Regions from separate parts of the Mus musculus genome. Here regions 2, 3 and 4 are each linked to region 1. A link is a contact called in public ChIA-PET, HiChIP or PLAC-seq and promoter capture Hi-C data. All regions are on one chromosome and are shown on one strand. Each heading gives the region's core, a stretch centred on a gene start, on an enhancer-like site or on the middle of the called end of the contact. The rest is flanking DNA. Distances are from core to core; before and after follow the strand shown. Region 1 holds the start of Cep350 (centrosomal protein 350). Region 2 overlaps Abl2 (v-abl Abelson murine leukemia viral oncogene 2 (arg, Abelson-related gene)). Region 3 overlaps Abl2 (v-abl Abelson murine leukemia viral oncogene 2 (arg, Abelson-related gene)). Region 4 overlaps Tor3a (torsin family 3, member A).

Region 1 (4,579 bases), core at 281-2,780:
GAGAACCAATGCTGGAAATTTGATGAAAACAGGAGTTCAGGCTGATAGCAGAGAGCAATGCTGACACCATAACAAAAACCTCATTGCCTTTCTGTTGATCACGAGGTAACGTAGGAGGTGGGAAACTATGTTAGCTTTAGAGTAAAGGAGATTATTTCCCATTGATTGGTGCTATAATATTGGGCAGATAGTGTTTCAGAACCCACTATTAAAAAGTAATCATAACTCAATAAGGGGATTGGATACGTTCTTTAAAATAACTAGGCTGGAGAAAAGGTAAATTTCACTTTTCTTTTTATTACATGTATGTATGTATGTATGTATGTAATCATACATGTCTTCTCATGCACCTGCACGCAATGCAGATCAGAGGACACCTTAGAGGAATCTGCTCTCTTGGTCCACCATTCTGGGTCCGGGGATCAAACTAAGATCGCCAGGCGTGGTGGCAATTCCCTTTACCTGCTAATCCATTTCCCTGCCGCAGTTCCACCTTTCAAATCTTTTTCTTGCTACTGCTTGCGTACTCGGGATCTCCACAACTCTCATTCTTTGCTGAAGTGCTGTTCTCAGGGAGGGTGTATACATTGACATATGTGCAGGACTTTTGTACATTCACGTAGTTCCTGCTGAGGCGCGGCTGTCTTATGGGGAGGATCAGTTATTGTCGTCTGCTTTTATTGATATGGTCAAGGTAGCGAACATTTATTGAACATCTACAGTGTTGTAGTTACTGTGCCAGGCCCTACTGGGTATACATAGAAAAAGGAGACTTTAAGACACCCATGGTACTTTAGATGAGAAATAATTTCGAGGCAAAGTAACTATCGGAGCCCAGAAGGTGGAGAGCTTAGCTGCAGTGAGCACCTAGCGGAAGGTGTCAGGCATTATTCGCAGAAAAGCTGTCCTTTACAGTCTTGACAGACGATAAAATTCACCAAGCGGAGGCTGGTGACAAAGACAAAGCTAAGAGAAAATATGTTGACCCCAGAGGGCTTCTCAAACCACAACACCGAAGGGAAAGGAAACGTAGTTTTTGCTTGTTTTGGAAAGAGCTTAAGCCATCAGTGTGCGTGCTGAACAGAACTGTAAACCCCTGGCCAATGAGAGGGCCGCAGTGACAGCAGCGAGCAGCCGCAAAGCTGCGGTTACTCCGATCCGCCTAGAGTGACGATTCCTTCTGAATCGTCTGCCGGGTCCCGGATCCCTGGGTCACCCTTGTCAAGTCCTCAGCGTGTTTTGGCTCGGGGGTGACCCGCTCAGCCAGAAGGCCCAATTAGCGTCAAAGGGAAGGGGGTGGTCTCCTCTGCGGATAGACTCTGGCTCCTCCCGAGTCCCGCCGAGCTCCCAAAGCGCCACACCAAAGATGGCTTCCCCGCATCCTCTAGCCTCGGGTCCGATCGCGCTCCTCCGTCGGCCACACTCAACATGGCTGGCCTTCACCCAGGGTTGCATTCCTGCGGAACCGTCTCCGGACAGTTCTCGCGAGGTTTGGCGAGTCTCTCTCCCCCCCCCCCCGCCCTCTCCCTCCCTGACTGCTCCCGCCCTGCCTCGCGCCGCCGCCACCGCCACTGCCGCCGGCGCCGCTCCTCCTCCGTGTCAGTTGTTGAGCTGTAATGGCGACTGGGCCGCCGCTGCCGAAGTGACTCCCGGGGCGGGGGAGCGGGGCCGGACCTGCGCCTGAGAGGACTGCGGAGAGCCGCAGCTCGGGAGGGGGCTCGCGGCGGGGCAGAGGAAGGCCGCCTCTGCGCCTCTCCTTCCTTGCCTGCCGCCCGGCGGATCCCGGGAGCCGGGGCGAGGCGGGCACCCGGTGCGTCCCCGGAGCGGGGAGGCCAGGCCGGGCAGCCCTGGGGCCGGTCGGGGCGGCGTCACTGCACCCTCCGCCAGGCCCCGCGGGATGCACCGTGGGAGCCGAGGGCGGAGGCGACACTCTCAGGTGAGCTGCGGGGAGACCTGGCGGAGCCTGCTCCGCCTCGGATGTCTCTGTCCGCGGTCCCAGGTCCCCGAGGTGGCCAGAGAGGCGGGGCGGGGCCCCCCTGGCACTGCCTGACGTCCCCCCCGGGGACCCTCCTTGGGTCCCGAGACTTTTCCTGGAGGGTCATCCTGAGACCTGGGCTCCCGGACCTACTGGTGCCCACGGAAGACAAGATTTCTTTGCTTACCTGCCAGTGTCGCCCTCAGCACCCTCGCCCCTCCTCTTGTCTGCATAGAGTTAAGCCACCTCTCACCTTTGGTCTCCGAAGTGTCCCTTCTTCGTTTGGAGATCGAGCATATTTTGGGAAATTCCGGGGCACTAGCTCCAGTGTCAGGAACAGTTTCTGTTCCTTTTCCTGGGTGTAATATTCTCAAAGTGCAGTATGGGGAAAACTTTGATCACCTCCAGTCCAGCAGCAGTTGTTGAATGGAGTCCACCGGCTTATTCACACATGATTGGGTGGAGAGGGGGTGACATTTAACAAGCCTTACACGTTGGAAGTTGTCACTTTCCCTCCCCTCCCCCCTCTTTTAAATTCAGACTAATATGCTAAATCATATTTAGTTAATGTCACAGATACAGGCAGAAATTTGCCAGGGTTTTAGTTTTCAAGTTCGGAACTTGCAAATAGGTATAGATTTTTTTTTAAATGGATTTTTTGATGTTGTAACAAATGTTTCATTTGGGGGGAAAAAATAGGCCCTTAGGAATAGTGGTCGGTATCCATGTACTCTACTTAATTGTTTTGCTGGTGTTTCTTGTTTTGAAATTGGAGAAGTCGTTAGTGTTGCCATGTTAACCTGCTCCCTTCGCTTGTATTTTAAAGATTTAAATGGACAGTCCATCCTAGACCAACCTACTATTAGCACCTGGGAATTTTTGAAGAGGCAATAATGAAATACTACAAACTGCTCTCCATTTAAAAACTTTCTTAATTTAAAATACTGCTTTTTAAAAAGGCAGCGTGCTGCTAATAACTTGGGATTGTGACTTTGGGAGACTCCTAGACCTGTACTAGAAGTTATTGCAAGCCCATGAAAGTGTAAGAGGTTTTGTATGCTAAATTGACAAACTATTAAATGCAACAAATCTGAACTGTTACTGCATTCAACTTAGTACACCTTAATCAGAATATGAAGGTCATGCCAGAATACATTGTATATGTAGACAAATATGTATCTTGTCTTTTCATAGCAGAACTTTGTGCTTATAGTGATAGTAATGTTTGTAAACAATTTTGTATAAATATGAAAGACTTTTTTCTGACATGTATTGGTGTATAGTATTATTTTAAGACCATCAATACTATAGAATCAACCTTTTATGGTGTTAATACATTTATGAATTAAAGTTTTAAAATTTTTTTCTTCTGATTGTCATTTTTTAAAATCCATTTTTAACACACTATATAGAGGCAACAAGAAAGGAAGTGAAGTCCTTATGTAACCACTTTAGTTTGTTAAACTGCTATAATTTATAATGAGGGCAAAAGAGAAGTTTTACGAAATAACTGACTTTTTGGGGGCGAGGGTGGGGGGACGAGTGTACTTCCATGAATTAGTCTTTGTGTACTCTTGTGAGCAAAGGGGACTCAGATCTTTATTTTGTAGTTGTGGAAATGAACATACAAAGCCATTAATTTATGTGTGCTGTTTTTATTCTGCAGATGTTCTAGAATTAGCTACATTTTAAATTAAATATTAGCCTTAGATACTTTTGCTATTTGTTATTATTTCAAGATATTTTTAAAAATACATTCTTCCTTTGCACATGACACTTGTTCCTTGTGATTTCTGGTTTTTAAAGGCATTAGCATTTTCATAAAATTTTATTAATTATTAATAAGTCATGAATTATTATAATGGATCACTTCTCTTTGTAGTTGTGATTGTTATTTGTGCTGTGTGGGTCAAAGTGCAAAATAGTTTTCCTTATTGACTTTCCCCCATGTCAGTTTTTAGTGTAACATAGTTAAAGAACTGCAGTGTCTCTGCATTGGTTTTCTTGTCATCATCAGTCATTGGTGCTCCTCAGTGGAACTTCACGCTTACCTTTGAGTATTGGGTTATTATTTATTATTATTCCTCACCTGGCCTCCGAGTCCTGTTCTGGCAGAGGTTCTCTGTTGGTCACTGTGCACACAGTTTCTAGCATATATTAAACAATAAGAGTTGAGTTCATCTCAGTCCTAGGATAATACTTTCAAATAAAAACAAAAATCTGGTTCTTAGTTCATAGGCACATTTTAGCTTTTTTGTAGACATATGCTCCAAATGTCTGCTCAAATTTGCTGGGTATCAGGGGAATGACAGCCTGGGATTTAAAATCCACTGAGAATAAGCCACAGGTGGGTCCTAAAGCTTTGATGATTTTAATGATTTGCCCAGGTGCTCTGTTAGGAGTTGTAACTTAAAGAAAATGGAAGCTTTAAGACCCTAACCTAATTGTAATTATAGTACAGTTACACACTTGTAATAAGTTTTGATCCTTCTTAATCACAGTACTGGGTGTTTAGAATACTGGAGTCCAGTTAGTCCGGTGTCCATGTTGTGTATGTTGGAAAGCCAGCGTCATAGCTTAAGAAGAATCCCCTAAGCAGCTCTA
Region 2 (4,781 bases), core at 452-2,951, 600 kb before region 1:
ACTATAGTATGAGGTCAATGAACACTTCCTCCTTCACTCAAGAACTCTAGTTTAAAACGTTCGCAATTAACAAAGTGATAAAACATTTATCCCGAAATTAAATTTACTCTTTGTTTCACTTTGGTTGTCAATACCAGTGAGTGACAGCAGAGCTTTAATGACTGTCCTCCAAGGACACAGGGCTAAGGGTCTGGTTCCAGTTTTTGTTTACATTCTCTCTGATGTAATGAAAAGTACTTTGCTAGAGAAAGGGTAGCAAATGCCTATGGGGTTTTTCCCTAGTGTGGAGACAAAGCAAGATCCCTCTGCCCTCTTATATTCAGAACTGAGGACCCAACTCAGGGCCTAGAAAGCTCTACCACTGAATAAAACACCTAAACCCCCAAAAATATCTGAATTTTATTTTTGAAAAATCCAAGAAAATGTTTTCATTCTTCTGTTGATTCTATGCCTTTAAAATTCAGTAATTAAAAATAAATACAAATGGCCAGGCAATGGTGGCAATGGTGGCACACACCTTTAGCCCCAGCACTCAAGAGGAAGAGGCAGGTAAATCTCCGAGTTCAAGGTCAGCCTGGTCTATCGAGAGGCTCCTGTTCTAGGACAGCCAGGGCTACCCAGAGAACCCAGTCTCAATTTAGCTGAGCAATTTAAATTCAGCTCATTTAGATCCTGATCATCATATTATGGTACATATTGGAAAAGTCCAATAAAACAGTGAGATCCTGGTACATAATTAAAAAGGCAAATCAACATAACAAGAACAGAAAGACAAGAAATAGACTCAAAAGCACACAGCATGTTGTACAGGTTGTGCATGCTTACTCCAAAACACATGCTCCTAAGTTTGAAATGACTCAATATCCCAAATGCTTCTTTTTTGTTTGTTTGTTTTTGTTTTTGTTTTTGTTTTTCGAGACAGGGTTTTTCTGTATAGCCCTGGCTGTCCTGGAACTCACTCTGTAGACCAGGCTGGCCTGGAACTCAGAAATCCGCCTGCCTCTGCCTCCCGAGTGCTGGGATTAAAGGCACGCACCACCACGCCCAGCTCCCAAATGCTTCTTGAAAAATAAATAAATAAATAAATAAATTTTAAAAAGCAAGTTTCAGACTTTGGATCATTGCAGGTTTCAGAATTTTAAATCAGGGATCCTCAACCTGCAGAATCTGTACAATCTATGCAAGGTCCAAAAGCTCCCAAATCTGAAACACTTGTAACAGCACCAAGTATGTTGCTGGATAAAGACGCTGTATGCACAAAATAAGCATTCAATGGTGGTTGTACTAAAATCCTCACCCTTTCTGTTAGCCACTCCAACTCCATTCAGATAATCCAGAGCTGTAATAGCTCATGTACCTAAAGTGATAGCCCACATCTTTCACTGGAGCGCTGTATACAACCTAATAATAAAATTCACCCATACAATGAGATGACATATATCCTTGGGGGGGGGGGGTACTTAGGAGATGGTTCAGCTGGTAAAGGCAGATTGGGGGTCGGGGGGCCTCAGTGGCTAGCTAGCCTAACCTAACAGGCAAGCCTCAGGTCCCAGTGAGACCTGTTTCCTGAAGAACACCAAGGCTGACCTCAGAGCCTAACACATAAAAGGAGTCAAGCATGGTTCACACAACTGAGAAGCTGAGGTAAGAATAGCATCATGAGTTTGAGGTCAGACTAGGATACAGTGAGAGATCCTATCTCAGAAAAGAAAAGGCAAGAGGGTTATAGCTCAGTGGGGAAAGTGTTTGCTGCCACAAGCCTGGCACCCTGAGCCAGGTTAGCTTACGTTGTCAATTTAACACACCTCAACTGAGAAACTGCCTCCAAGTGATTGGCCTGTGGGCATGTCTAGGAGGCATTTTCTTGATTACTAATTGATGAAACAGGCTCCAGTCCACTGTGGGTGGTACTATCCCCAGGCAGGTGAATCTGCACTGCATAAGAAGGGAGCAGAATGAAATTAGAACCAAGCCAGTTCCAGTTCCTGCCTCAAGTTCTTGTCCTAGCTTTCCCTGATGATGGACAGAAACCTGTAGGCCAAACATCCTTTCCTTCCTCAAGTTGTTTTTAGTTAGTGTTTCATCACAACATAAAGGAAGAAGACAGCCAACTCCACACATTCAGTGGACACACACATCATGCATACACTAATAATAAATTCCTGATGTGGAAGAATCAACCAATATAAATTAAGGGTAGTAGGTAGGAGATAAATCGAAAAACGGTGTATATGTTCCCACTAGTCTAAAGTGGAGGAAGAAGGGGACACAACACAAGTGAGATATCTTGGGAGAAAGACACTTGCCACCAAGCCTGATAACCTGTGTTTGATGTCTGGAATCCACTTGGAAGGAGAGACCCCAACCCTCAAGTGACTGAGGCTGACCTCCACCATGGCACACATTACCCACACATTTACTTACACAACAAGTAAATAAATACAGAAGTTTGACAAATAAAATAGAGAAGGGTAGTGGCTATATATGCACATATAGATACACATGTGTGTGTGTGAATATAATGTGCTACCACATTAACACAGCTGGAAGAAGAGTGCAGAAATACCAAGACCTGCCAGACCTTCTGAATTCAAGTGGTTAAAATCACTAGCCCTTCAATAAATAAATCATTTACAGCTTAAAAGAAATACCAAGCCCTTCAGCAGTAGGAATAAATGCCAAAAGAATATTTTAAGAGTTATAATAAAGAAGAGCCAAGCAACCATTAAACCCTACAGACAAGCCAAAACTGAGAAAGCCAGCTGGAGGGAAAGTACACCAGACAGATGCACCGAGCAAAGACACCAAAACCCTGCAGTGCACAATAGGAAAGGCAAGTACTCAGACTTGACTCTCATAGCACGCCAGCTCCAGGCTTGCACCAGGCTTTGCCTGCCCACTCCAATGATCCCTGCCCTTTACAGAAGTGCCTCGATTCCCAGCACCTTTGCGCTTAGCTCTACTGGCTCTCCATTTCTTTTCTAGCTTAGCTACACAAGAGGAGTGTTTTTAGGATCATTTTAAAATATGCTTTGTCCCTTTTGGGAGGGAAGAAGGGGGGAGACAGGGTCTCCTGTAACCAAGTATGGCCTTGCATTTACTAACCTTAAACTCTTGATCATCCTGCCTCTACCTCCCAAGTGCTGGTACCCAGCTCTTTGTAAGAGAGGAATAACTGATTCCCCCAAGTGAAGTGCCGAGCAAACACATCCAATCAGAAAGTTGGTTTGGGGGTGGGGGGGTTGTACATGCGCTTAGGTATACATTTAGAAACATGAAAATTAAGCCAAGGCACAGAATATATCTAAATATGATACAATATGTTAATACCTCAAAATCATCTCGGCCTTAACACTTGTCAGACTGGGGGGTTTTTTTGTTTGTTTTTGTTTTTGTTTTTTTCCAGACATGGTTTCTCTGTGTAGCCCTGGCTGTCCTGGAACTCACTTTGTAGACCAGGCTGGCCTCAAACTCAAGAAATCCACCTGCCTCTGCCTCCCAAGTGCTAGGATTAAAGGTGTGCGCCACCACTGCCTGGCTTCCCCCCCCCCCAATCTGTTTTTAAAAATGCATTTTGGAGAGCTGGCTCAGCAGTTAAAAAGCACTGACTGCTTTTCCAGAGGTCCTGAGTTCAATTCCCAGCAACCACATGGTGGCTCCCAACTATCTGTAATGGGATCCAATACCCTCTTCTGGTGTGTCTAAGAGAGTGACAGTGTACTAATATATAAAAATAAATAAATAAATCCTTTTTTTATTTATTATTATTTTTAATTAGATATTTTCTTCATTTACATTTCCAATGCTACCCCAAAAGTCCCCCAAACCCCCCCATTCGCCTCCCCCACCCCCACTCCCACTTCTTGGCCCTGGTGTTCCCCTGTACTGAGGCATATAAAGTTTGCAAGACCAAGGGGCCTCTCTTTCCAGTGATGGCCGACGAGGTCATCTTCTGATACATATGCAGCTAGAGACACGAGCTCCGGGGGGGTACTGGTTAGTTCATAATGTTGTTCCACCTATAGGGTTGCAGATCCCTTTAGCTCCTTGGGTTCTTGCTCTAGCTCCTCCATTGGGGGCCCTGTGATCCATCCAATAGCTGACTGTGAGCATCCACTTCTGTGTTTGCTAGGCCCCGGCATAGCCTCACAAGAGACAGCTATATCTGGGTCCTTTCAGCAAAATCTTGCTAGTGTATGCAATGGTGTCAGCGTTTGGAGGCTGATCATGGGATCTGAAGTGCTTCAACCAAAAAAAAAAAAAAAAAACCAAACCAAACAAATAGAAAACAACAGGAAAAGCAGAACTGTATGTAACTCGGGTAGAACACTTGCCTGGTACATGAGAGGCCCTAGATTCAATCCCAGTGCTACACGCCCACAAATAAAATAACTGTAATTTGTCAAAAGTTTTAAGTACTAACAACTATTGCCTTCTGAGTACCTAACATGTACCACGCACTCCGGGAATTTTACACATAACAGTTAATTTCTTACAACAACTTTGTCAGGTAGGTACTCCCAACACTATTATTTTATTGATGAGGGAAAAAATAGGCACACAAGAGAAAAATAACTATATCTTCCTAAGTGTCTTAAGGTTCTAAGTTTGTTTATACCTAAGTCAAGCTAACAAAATCATTAATTTAATAGAGAATTTTAAACTCATCCAGTCTAACACAAAGCCTGTGCTATTAACAGCACGCCTTACAAATGGTACAACCAGATGTAGTGGTGCATGCCTTTGAGACTGGCACTTGGGAGGTGGTGAAGGTATGTCTC
Region 3 (4,512 bases), core at 963-3,462, 640 kb before region 1:
TTGGGACAGGGTTTCTCTATGTATCCCTGGCTATCCTACAACTTGCTCTGTAGAACAGGCTGGCTTTGAACTCACAGATCCACCTGCCTCTTCTTCCCCAAGTGCGGGGATTAAAGTTGTACACCACCACTGCCTAGTTTATGAGAAATTTTAAAACACCTGAAATCTATCCATTTCTCACTCATCCTTGTCACTTAACACTGCTTCCTTCACTAGGTACTGATCTCTGTGTGTCTATACTTACTCCTTTTAAATTGTAAAAAAAAGGTCATATTTTGTAACTCTATATTTAAAATTCTTCATTGGTCCCAAACTTACAGTAAAAATCAAATCTTTAAAGGGCCTTTCAGGTCCCTTATAGGTTAATTTGCCCAATTCTTTCTTCCTTCCTTTCTTCCTTTCTTCCAGACAGGGTCTCATTCACTCTGTAGAGCCTCCTGGTCTTGAACTCACAGAGGTCCACTTCCCTCTCTCCTTTCCCCACTGCTGGAGCTGAGGTGTGCACCATCACACAGCAGTTTGTTTTGTTGTTTAAGATTTTTAAAACTTAATTTATGTATGGGTGCCCGTGAAGGGAGAGGGCGTCAGGTCCGCTGGAGCTGGGGTTACAGGTGACTGTATCTGCATTTCTGCACTCACGTATGGGTGCCCATGGAGGAAGGAGGGCAGCAGATGCACTGGAGCTAGAGACACAGTGAGGCCACCTGGTACTAGGATCTGAGCTTCAGTCCTTGGCTAGAGTAGGGAGTATTCACAACCAATGAGGCCTCTCTCCAGCCCTGGTCAACCTTCTCCCTTACCCTTGCTTTCCTGCCCACCACTACCCTCCCCACTACTGCTTAAACAGGGCAGGCACACACCCTGACTTTTTTTTTTCCACTTGCCTTTTCTTCTGGCTAAAATAGTTGTCTCAAAGATATTTCACTCACTGTCTCAAACCGCCCCCCCAAATTTTTTTTCACTCAAATGTAAACCTTTGAGGACATTTTCTGATGATCCTATTCAAAAGTGCATATACTCCTACATGCATGTATAGTACCTAAGTCTCTTGGGTGCAATGTTTTGAGGCCAGGAAGTTTCTTATTTGTTCATTGACAAATAAGTACAGACACACAGAACAACAACAGCTGCTGCCCCCCCCCCCCAAGAGCTTATTTACAAGAGGCTTTTTTAAAAAGATAACAAAAACCAAAACCAACCAACCAACCAAAGTCCCCGGCATGTGGCACATGGCTGTAACACGGGCACTCCAGAGGCTAAGGGAGGAGGATGTTAAGTCCCACATCACATAAGCACAACATAGCAAGACCCCATCTCCAAACAAACTACCCAGCACACAACAAAAGGTTTGCTGAAGGATAATGTGTGGCTTGCAAACTCACAGCAGGCACTATTAGAGATGAGCAGCAAGCCCCCTGGGGCCACACATAGCTCGGTTTACACTGCATGTCTCTTTAAATGTGATGAACCAAAGTTCCGCACTGACAACTGTCAATATACAGGGAGATATCTAGACATGGTCCATCTGCTCTAGGGAGGGACTTCAGGTCCAAAAGAGGGCTACCAAAGTCAAGGTGTCAAAACGTACAAAGAACGGAGTCCACAGGACAATCCTGTGTAAAATTTAAAGCTATGGGAAGAGTTGGGTATTCTTGTCCCAGGAGAGTTAGGTAATATATTTACTATATAATCAACACATACACAAAAAACTCTTCTTCAAAATTTAATAAATGTAATAAAAGCCAACCACTGGTACATACCCCTGAGATGAAGTGAAAAACACAAGATAAATGCAGTACCTAAGAGACAAGGCCCAGAACCCAAGCCCAGGAGACTGTCTTTCCGTTCCCTGGCCTGGCCGCCCCTCCTGTCTCTGACTCTTACAGAGCTTCCTTCTTTCCCTCCTTCCTTCCTCCTTCTTCCCACTCCTTTGTTCTTGTACAACAAGTTCCTGTCCAATCTGTCTGCACAGGATATCCACAGAAAACATTGCCGGTCCTACCCTCTAGCACCAAACAAAAGGAAAATATCATCAAGTAAAAATGCCCAAATTCCCGCTGAGGCCAAGACTAAGCACGGAGCTAATGAATGATCTTAGCTGGAAGGCTGCGGAGGGATGAGTAAAAGAAACAAGAAGAGGCAGACTAAGAGCACGGCAAAAGCAAAGGAAGCCCTGGAGCCTCAGTGAGCAGGGTCCATGGTATGTTCGCCACTAGTTAAGACAGGCAAGCCCTATGAGTCAGACGTACCGCGCCCAATTCAGTGTCAGTGTGGGCTAGAACTTCTTAACAATGCAAGTTAACTAAATCTTTTAATTGACCCACTGCAATAGCAGTAGATCGTGAGGATGTGGAAAGAAGGCAGCAGAGGACCCCAAACTCTACTGAACTGTGTAAAAGACTTAAGGAACAGAAATATTTTGAGAACCATAAAGAAGTAATTTGTTATCTTTTCTACTGAATCATTTGTAGGACAAATACACACACACACACTCACACACACAAAACAGCAACATACTTAAAACCTATAATAATAAAACTGAAACACAAATTCAAATTTGGATATTTAATGCTTAGCTTATAAAGCACATTTTCAATATTTAAATTGTTACTTTTTTTTTAATCATTCTCATTATAGATTGTCAGGCAGTAATCATTGCCTCAAAGTGTTTTCATTATTTTATATTACTTAACATTATTCTACTTTGTATATGCTCTAAGAGGCTAGGAATTTTTAATAACTCTTCTAAAAACTATTTTAGTTGGGAATATATTTGGTAATTTTCAATTTAGCTTAAGTTTTTCAATCAAGATGTGCCATTTAACATCATTTTACATATTATCCATGTTCTTCCATTCATTACACATTTATTAAAGGTCTAGTATGTTGGGTGTGCTGGTACACACATTTACTCTCAGTTCTCATGAGGCAAAAACAGGCTAGCTACTCTCTCTGAGTTTGAAGCCAGCCTGGTCTATACAGCAAATTCTAGGCTAGCCAGTCAGACAGTGAGATTCAATCTCAAATAAAACAAGACAGTGCTGTGGCACACACCTTAACTCCTGGTGCTGGCTGGCAGACGCAGACAGATCTCTGAGTTCCAGACCAACGGAGGTTACATTTTGAGACCCTGCCCCCCTCCCCATAAAACTGAAAAGATAAACAAGCACACAAACAAGCCATGTAATCCTCACTGAGCCCAGTGGAGACTACAGGAGCAGATAACCCACATTTCATTACTGTGTTGTCTACCCCCACCCCAGCCTCATCTCAACACACCTGTCACGTGGGCCACAGCGAACTCCGAGACATCCCTGCCCAGGCAGGGAAGCAAGGTGTCCTGGTCTCTACAGTAACTGGTTGATGGCAGCTGAACAGGTCCCAGGACCATGCCTTTGGCCGAGCAGCATGAAAAGTTAAACTGTTCTGAATAGAAGAGCCTTAAAATTCCACTCTGGCCAGCAAGCCATACACGTGGGACATTACTCACACAGTCAGGGGCCAGAAGGAACAAAGTGCAAGTTCAACCCACAGGGGCGGAGTCCTGAGTAAGGGTGGAGCCACTCCAAAACCTCAGGGATCCGGTGGGGGTGATGCAGAGGCTATTTCAGTCTCACAGAAGTAACTGTTCACAATACAATCAGCTAGGGTCGGTAAGCATAGAAACTTCCAATCCCGAGGACAGAAGGGGGCATGACTGCTCAGTGTTTCCCTGGAGAAACCTGTTTACAGTACACCACCAAACACTTTGAACAGTCAGGAAACGCCTAACAAGACTCATCTTTTACATCACTCCAGTTAGTTCAAGAAACCACAAATCTAAAGTCAAAGAAATAGCTACAGCGTGACTCATAAACACAGGCAGAAGCGGAGAGCAACTAACTGCCTCCCCTAACAAATGGCCTGTGCGGCTCAGTACAGGTAATGGCCTGGCACAGTGTTCAACTGTGAGTGCTGAAACTTGGAAAGGCAAAAGCCTAACTGTGAACAAAGTGGGAAGGTACACAAAATTTAAGACCTTAAAATAAGAATGATTTATGAGACAAACTAGTAAAGTAAGTAATAAATAATTTACACAGCCGACGAAAATAATTCAGAGAATATATGGGGCACACATTTGTAACACTCTAGCTTGGCTAAGTGGAGGCAGAAGGATTGCAAATTCAAAGCTAGCCTGTGCTACAGAGCCTGCCTCAAAAAAACCTGAACCACAGTATCATAGTAATAGCACTCATAATTACTTATAATAAGGTATTATAAGTAATAATACTTATAACCATACAGCCGGGAATGCCCACTGTACTGATTATTAAGTACCTACTATGTACCATTTATTTAGGTCAATAAAAGAAACACAGTAAAAATTACAGGAAACCATGACCTAAATACCCACATTAAAATAAAAGCACAAGGGCTGCAGAGATGGACTCTTCCAGAGGTCCTGAATTCAATACCTAGCAACCACATGGTGGCTCACAACCATCTGTAATGAGATCTGATGCCCTCTTCTGG
Region 4 (4,515 bases), core at 1,276-3,775, 680 kb before region 1:
GTCTGAGTCAGTGGCCTCAGCTGTCCATGACATTCCCACAAGCAGAGACAGCGGAATGGTTCCCCAAGGCACCGACTCTCCTACCTAGTTGCTTTATAACTTGGCAAACTCTCTTAGGTGCTGTATTGCCCAGTGTGACCCAGTGACCCTCCTATCTCACGGCAAGCATTTTGGATACTGACCAGCTGGCAGTAACCCTGCCCTTTCCTCTAGAGACCTGACCTTAGTGGACTGACTCAGGCCACGTAGCTATACATACACAATAGTGCACACGGGTGAAGTTGGAGCTGGGCTGATGCCACCTAACAGCAGCCAAGCTGCCATCCAGGGAATTCACTTACCCAGGGGCTCTTACACAAATGAGGCAGTGGTTTCCAGCAACCTGTTGCAGGCGTGCACAAGGCCTTCCATCAAGGAGAGGCCATGAGCCAGACCACCACAGTCCCTCTCCAGCCACGCAGAACCACAACCACCCCTCCTGAGGGTGCCCCCAAATTAGCCACCTCCAACCCCTGCCCCGAGGTTCTCTGGTCTTCTGGTTATGAGAGAGCAATGTGTTTGAGATCTGAGTCTCTAGACTTGGTTTCTAGAACAAACTTCAGTTTGCCTTCCCTTTGTGGTAAGGATTCTTGCATGTGTGGTGTGTGTGTGTGTGTGTGTGCTAGCTTGTGTGGAAGTTGACACTGGGTATCCTCTCTAGCTTGTTTGCTTTTACCCCCCTCCCCCTTTTTTTTTTTTTTTTTTTTTTTTTTTTTGGTTTTCGAGACAGGGTTTCTCTGTATAGCTCTGGCTGTCCTGGAACTCACTTTGTAGACCAGGCTGGCCTCGAACTCAGAAATCTGCCTGCCTCTGCCTCTCGAGTGCTGGGATTAAAGGCATGCACCACCACGCCCGGCTACTTTTTCCCTTTTTAAATACAGGGGCTCACTGTGTGGCCCCAGCTGGCCTGGAAATTGGTATGTCGAGTATGCTGGCCTGTAACTCAGAGATCCATGTACCTCTGTCTCCTGAGGTAATTAAAGGTGTGTGCCACCGGACTTGGTTGGCTTTACCTTGTTTTTTGAGACGGGGTCTCTCACCGAATTGGACAGACTAGCTGGCCAGCAAGCCCCCAGAGCTGAAGTTCTAAGGTCACACAGCTCTTCATGGGGCTGCAGGAGACCTGAACTCAGGTCTTTATGCACAGGCAGTAAATAGTTTGTCCACTGAGCCCTTCCCAGCCCCGACACTGCCAACTGGATCTGCAGTTTAATCCTGAAATATACCTGAGACCTGCTGTTGAAATGAGGTACTGATGGCTTTTCTGCCAGTTCTCTGTGGCACCTCAGACAAAGTAGGTGAAGCCAGGAGGGCTTGCTTGCCCAACATTGACAAAAGCCATTTTCGAGTGCCAAGATTTTGCAAGAGTAAGCTTTATCTGTAAAGCTGACAGTAGGATGGGAGGCAGCCAGGTCTGGAGCAGGGCAGAGTGGAGGGCTGACTAGCTGTGATGAGTCAGCGGACCCAGCTGAGATGACGACAGTCCAGGTGGAACATGATCCTGGTCCTGGTCCCTCCTGCATCTATTGATGGCATGCCTGCCGTCTCCTCTAGGGTCTCACTCTTCAGGTAATGCTTATGGGAAACTTTTGCTCCCATTAGGTTCTAGAGGATATTTTAGGTCTGTCTAGAGTTCACTATGCAGTTCCCTTGAACTGTACTGATAGTTTTCAGTAGCAAGGACAGGGATAGTACTGTTTAGGGCTTGGTTTCAGAGTAATACTGATTTCTGCCTGTGTCCGTCAGTAGAAGACCCCAGAGTCACAAGGCAGGCCTGGAGCTGCTGTGCTCTCGTCACGCACCCAGAAGAGGGTTGCTAATGTCTGTTTTCTCTGAGCTGTGGTCAGGGTATGAACAAAAGGACTTTGAAGAACTAACTATATGGACGTGAGTTATTCATGAATGACGCATGTGGGGTGCAGTGGGTGTTTGTTGACTAACTGCCTCCACACTGATGAAGCACCCCTAGCTTGTCTGGGCCCAGTTTCTCATTTTACCAGCGAAGAAACTGAGTCTAGCTCTGTTGTTTAGGGAAGAGTTCACCGTTAGTGATGGGAGCTTGTGACAGTGGTCCTTTCAGTATTCAGTCAGCAGGGGCTTGGAGGGTGAGGAGTTCAGCATCTAGCTACCTTGGCCTGCAGGTGCTGGAGTGCAGCCCTGCTGAGCTGAAGACACTGGACAGGTAGTGAAGGCTCCCAGGCTTTGTTGTGTGAGAGGTACAACCTGTAACGTGGTGGGAAGATGACATGGCTGTAGGTGACAGTGCAAGCAGTTCAGAAGAAAGCTGCATAGAGTTGATAAATACGCAGAAACCATGCAGAGTGGGGCCCGTGTCCCATGGGGCAGTCAGGTAGACCTGGGACTGAGAGGGTACTGTACTAGGGTCTGTGACCTTGGGGCTTGATCGATCCACCTCCCTGGCCTGCTGTCCTCCAGAGGCTTGCCGCTGAGTCCAGGTTGTGGAATCAGGGCTACTGTGGCAGACACAGATGGGGCAATCTCTGCTGATGCAGTTATGTATCCAAAGGCCACCTGACAGGCTGTCCAGCAGGTGCAGAGATCAGACGGGTGATGCAAGCAGTTTCTGCAGGGCTGGAAGTGTGGCAGAGCAGCTGGGCTTGGGCAAGGAGTGGGGATGCCCTTGTTCTTACTGGATTCTTCCAGCAGGAGGCTGGAAATCAGTTAATCAGTGGCTATGAGGGACACACTGGTCTTCACTTGTTTGCTGGGGAAGGATGCTGCCCCACCTAGCTAGGGAGGCAGGTTAGGGATTGGGAGGGGCACGTAGTGAGTCTACGTCATCTGCAGGACAGACTGAAATGCAACATTATCAAAAAGATAGGAACGGCCCGGTGTTTAGTGGTGGCACATACATTTAAATCCCAGCACTGGGGAGGCAGAGGCAAGAGATCTCTGAGTTTGAAGCCAGGCTGCTCCAAAGGTCTGAGTGACTCCTCTGAGGTAACAAGGACACTGATCCTTGTGAGGACAGAGGACAGGAGATGCTGGACCCCGTTTAGTTTGCTGCCTGCCTCCCCCTATCCTTCACTTACGACATTCCTCATTCTGTGAGCCTTAAGCAGGGAAAGTGAAGGCACAGCTGTGCAGTCAGACAAGGCTCAGCTGGGTGCCAACTTGAGACAGGGATGAACTGTCCTGGTTGCAGGTCCCCAGCACTTACTCCCGGCCTCCTCGTGGTGTCACTCCTGTCTTAGCAGTGTGCAGCCATCTTCCTGTGCCTAGCCTGAGAGGACACAGGCAGTGCAAAATAAGCTTTTGCTCCACACTTCTGTGAAAGGGAGTGCAGCCCAGAGAGGCACCTCCTGTGTCCACCAACTGCAGGGTCCTGCCAATACTGTTTTCCAAACTAATTCTCTCTACCTCTACTCCATCTCCTACAACCCATTGTAGCCTAACCAAGATTCTTAGGACAGAGTGGGTGGGGCCACAACCCTACATTCTGGCCTTCAGTGGATACATGCCACCTCCCTCAGCCGTAGTCTAGCTTTCATCCTTACCTTCTGAGCCTTGAAGCCTGTGGTCCTGAGGCATCCTTGAGTCTGTCACTGCTCAGTGTGTCCTCCATTAGGGATGAACTGTCCTGGGGGGTTGTGAGTGTGGGAATCGGCTGTTAACAAGCGCTTGTTTCTTTCAGCAACCTCGGAGGCAGTGTCATCAATGAGGTAGTCCTGAGTTTGCTTAAGGCTGGATGGTCCAGGGAGGAAATTACGACGCAGCACTTGGAGGTGCCCCTTCAGGCTGAGATCATGGAGGCTGCAGGTAAGTGGTCAACTCAGATACATACAGCCTTGCCAAGAGCACAGCCAGAGATGATTGGTATCAAATGTGAGGCAGTGAGGGTGTCTGGACAGTAGAGGACATAGGACAGCCTCACCCATCAACTTCTGGTGGCACGAGAGTATGCCTATACTCCTTCCCTGGAAATGCATTCTGAAGAGGGTCACAGGTCCAGCCCCGCCCTAGAAACAGCTGTGGTCTCTGACCATAGGCTAGCAGATCTCCCTGAGACAACAGTGCAGGTGAAGGTGGGGCAGCTCCACCTTTTTGCTACACCAAAGCCAGCCACAGTCCTGGTGGTCATGCCATTATCTGCTACTACAGCCACAATCACTGTGCTTCTCCATGCCTAGAATAGCCACCACCGCACTGTCCTTGGCAACAATGCACACAGTACTCCAAGAGCTTTGTGGGAGACCAGCTCTTGTGCAGGTTTCAATTTGGGGATCTCCAGCAGGGTTCAGTCCCAGGCTAGGTCAGACACTATGTAACTCTGGGTCTTGGTTACAGACAGCAGCTTTGGCTCCAGCGGTCTCCTGAAGAAACACCTTATTGACCACTTTATCCCCTTCCTGCCACTGGAGTACTGCCATGTGAGGCTGTGCGTCCGAGATGCCTTCCTGGGCCAGGATCTCCCATACACAGAAGAGACCCTGGATGAAATCGCCAAGATGATGA

Evidence for each region. Promoter capture Hi-C pulls out the DNA fragments that hold promoters and counts their contacts. ChIA-PET counts read pairs in DNA pulled down with a chosen protein or histone mark. HiChIP or PLAC-seq counts read pairs in DNA pulled down with a chosen protein or histone mark.
Region 2: an RNA polymerase II ChIA-PET map of memory CD8 T cells shows a contact between it and region 1, with 12 read pairs. The contact joins the enhancer-like site here to the promoter of Cep350 in region 1. A contact is called at or near these places in 2 of 39 promoter capture datasets (cranial neural crest and liver) and 2 of 115 datasets of contacts at active chromatin or transcription factors (bone marrow-derived macrophages and memory CD8 T cells).
Region 3: a contact with region 1 is called in an H3K27ac HiChIP or PLAC-seq map of extraembryonic endoderm stem cells. The contact joins the enhancer-like site here to the promoter of Cep350 in region 1. A contact is called at or near these places in 1 of 39 promoter capture datasets (the HPC-7 cell line), 1 of 484 Hi-C or Micro-C datasets (CD8 T cells) and 5 of 115 datasets of contacts at active chromatin or transcription factors (the SCID.adh cell line, double positive thymocytes, extraembryonic endoderm stem cells and 2 more).
Region 4: a contact with region 1 is called in a promoter capture Hi-C map of liver, with 2.2 times the contacts expected there. The contact joins the enhancer-like site here to the promoter of Cep350 in region 1. A contact is called at or near these places in 3 of 39 promoter capture datasets (liver and neutrophils), 1 of 484 Hi-C or Micro-C datasets (CD4 T cells), 2 of 115 datasets of contacts at active chromatin or transcription factors (embryonic stem cells and regulatory T cell precursor) and 1 of 9 other capture datasets (adipose tissue).

Annotation. Positions count from the first base shown.
Region 1 is chr1:155,970,206-155,974,784 of GRCm38.p6, reverse strand. Cep350 (centrosomal protein 350) reads left to right here and starts at 1,530. Exons shown (of 38, transcript NM_001039184.1): 1 at 1,530-1,936.
Region 2 is chr1:156,571,166-156,575,946 of GRCm38.p6, reverse strand. All of the region lies in intron 1 of Abl2 (v-abl Abelson murine leukemia viral oncogene 2 (arg, Abelson-related gene)), which reads right to left. Among named protein-coding and RNA genes, the nearest start is that of Abl2, 15 kb to the right of the region's middle. Within about 2 kb of position 1,701, at least 24 of the 459 cell types and tissues checked have an H3K27ac peak or open chromatin away from gene starts, as enhancers often do. A contact at or near this core is called in memory CD8 T cells, where this site is marked.
Region 3 is chr1:156,614,826-156,619,337 of GRCm38.p6, reverse strand. The region is part of intron 1 of Abl2 (v-abl Abelson murine leukemia viral oncogene 2 (arg, Abelson-related gene)); the gene reads right to left. Among named protein-coding and RNA genes, the nearest start is that of Tor3a, 57 kb to the left of the region's middle. Within about 2 kb of position 2,212, at least 152 of the 459 cell types and tissues checked have an H3K27ac peak or open chromatin away from gene starts, as enhancers often do. A contact at or near this core is called in CD8 T cells, the HPC-7 cell line, the SCID.adh cell line and 3 more, where this site is marked.
Region 4 is chr1:156,655,776-156,660,290 of GRCm38.p6, reverse strand. Tor3a (torsin family 3, member A) reads left to right here. Exons shown (of 6, transcript NM_023141.2): 5 at 3,695-3,819; 6 at 4,348-4,515. Among named protein-coding and RNA genes, the nearest start is that of Tor3a, 16 kb to the left of the region's middle. Within about 2 kb of position 2,525, at least 30 of the 459 cell types and tissues checked have an H3K27ac peak or open chromatin away from gene starts, as enhancers often do. A contact at or near this core is called in liver, where this site is marked.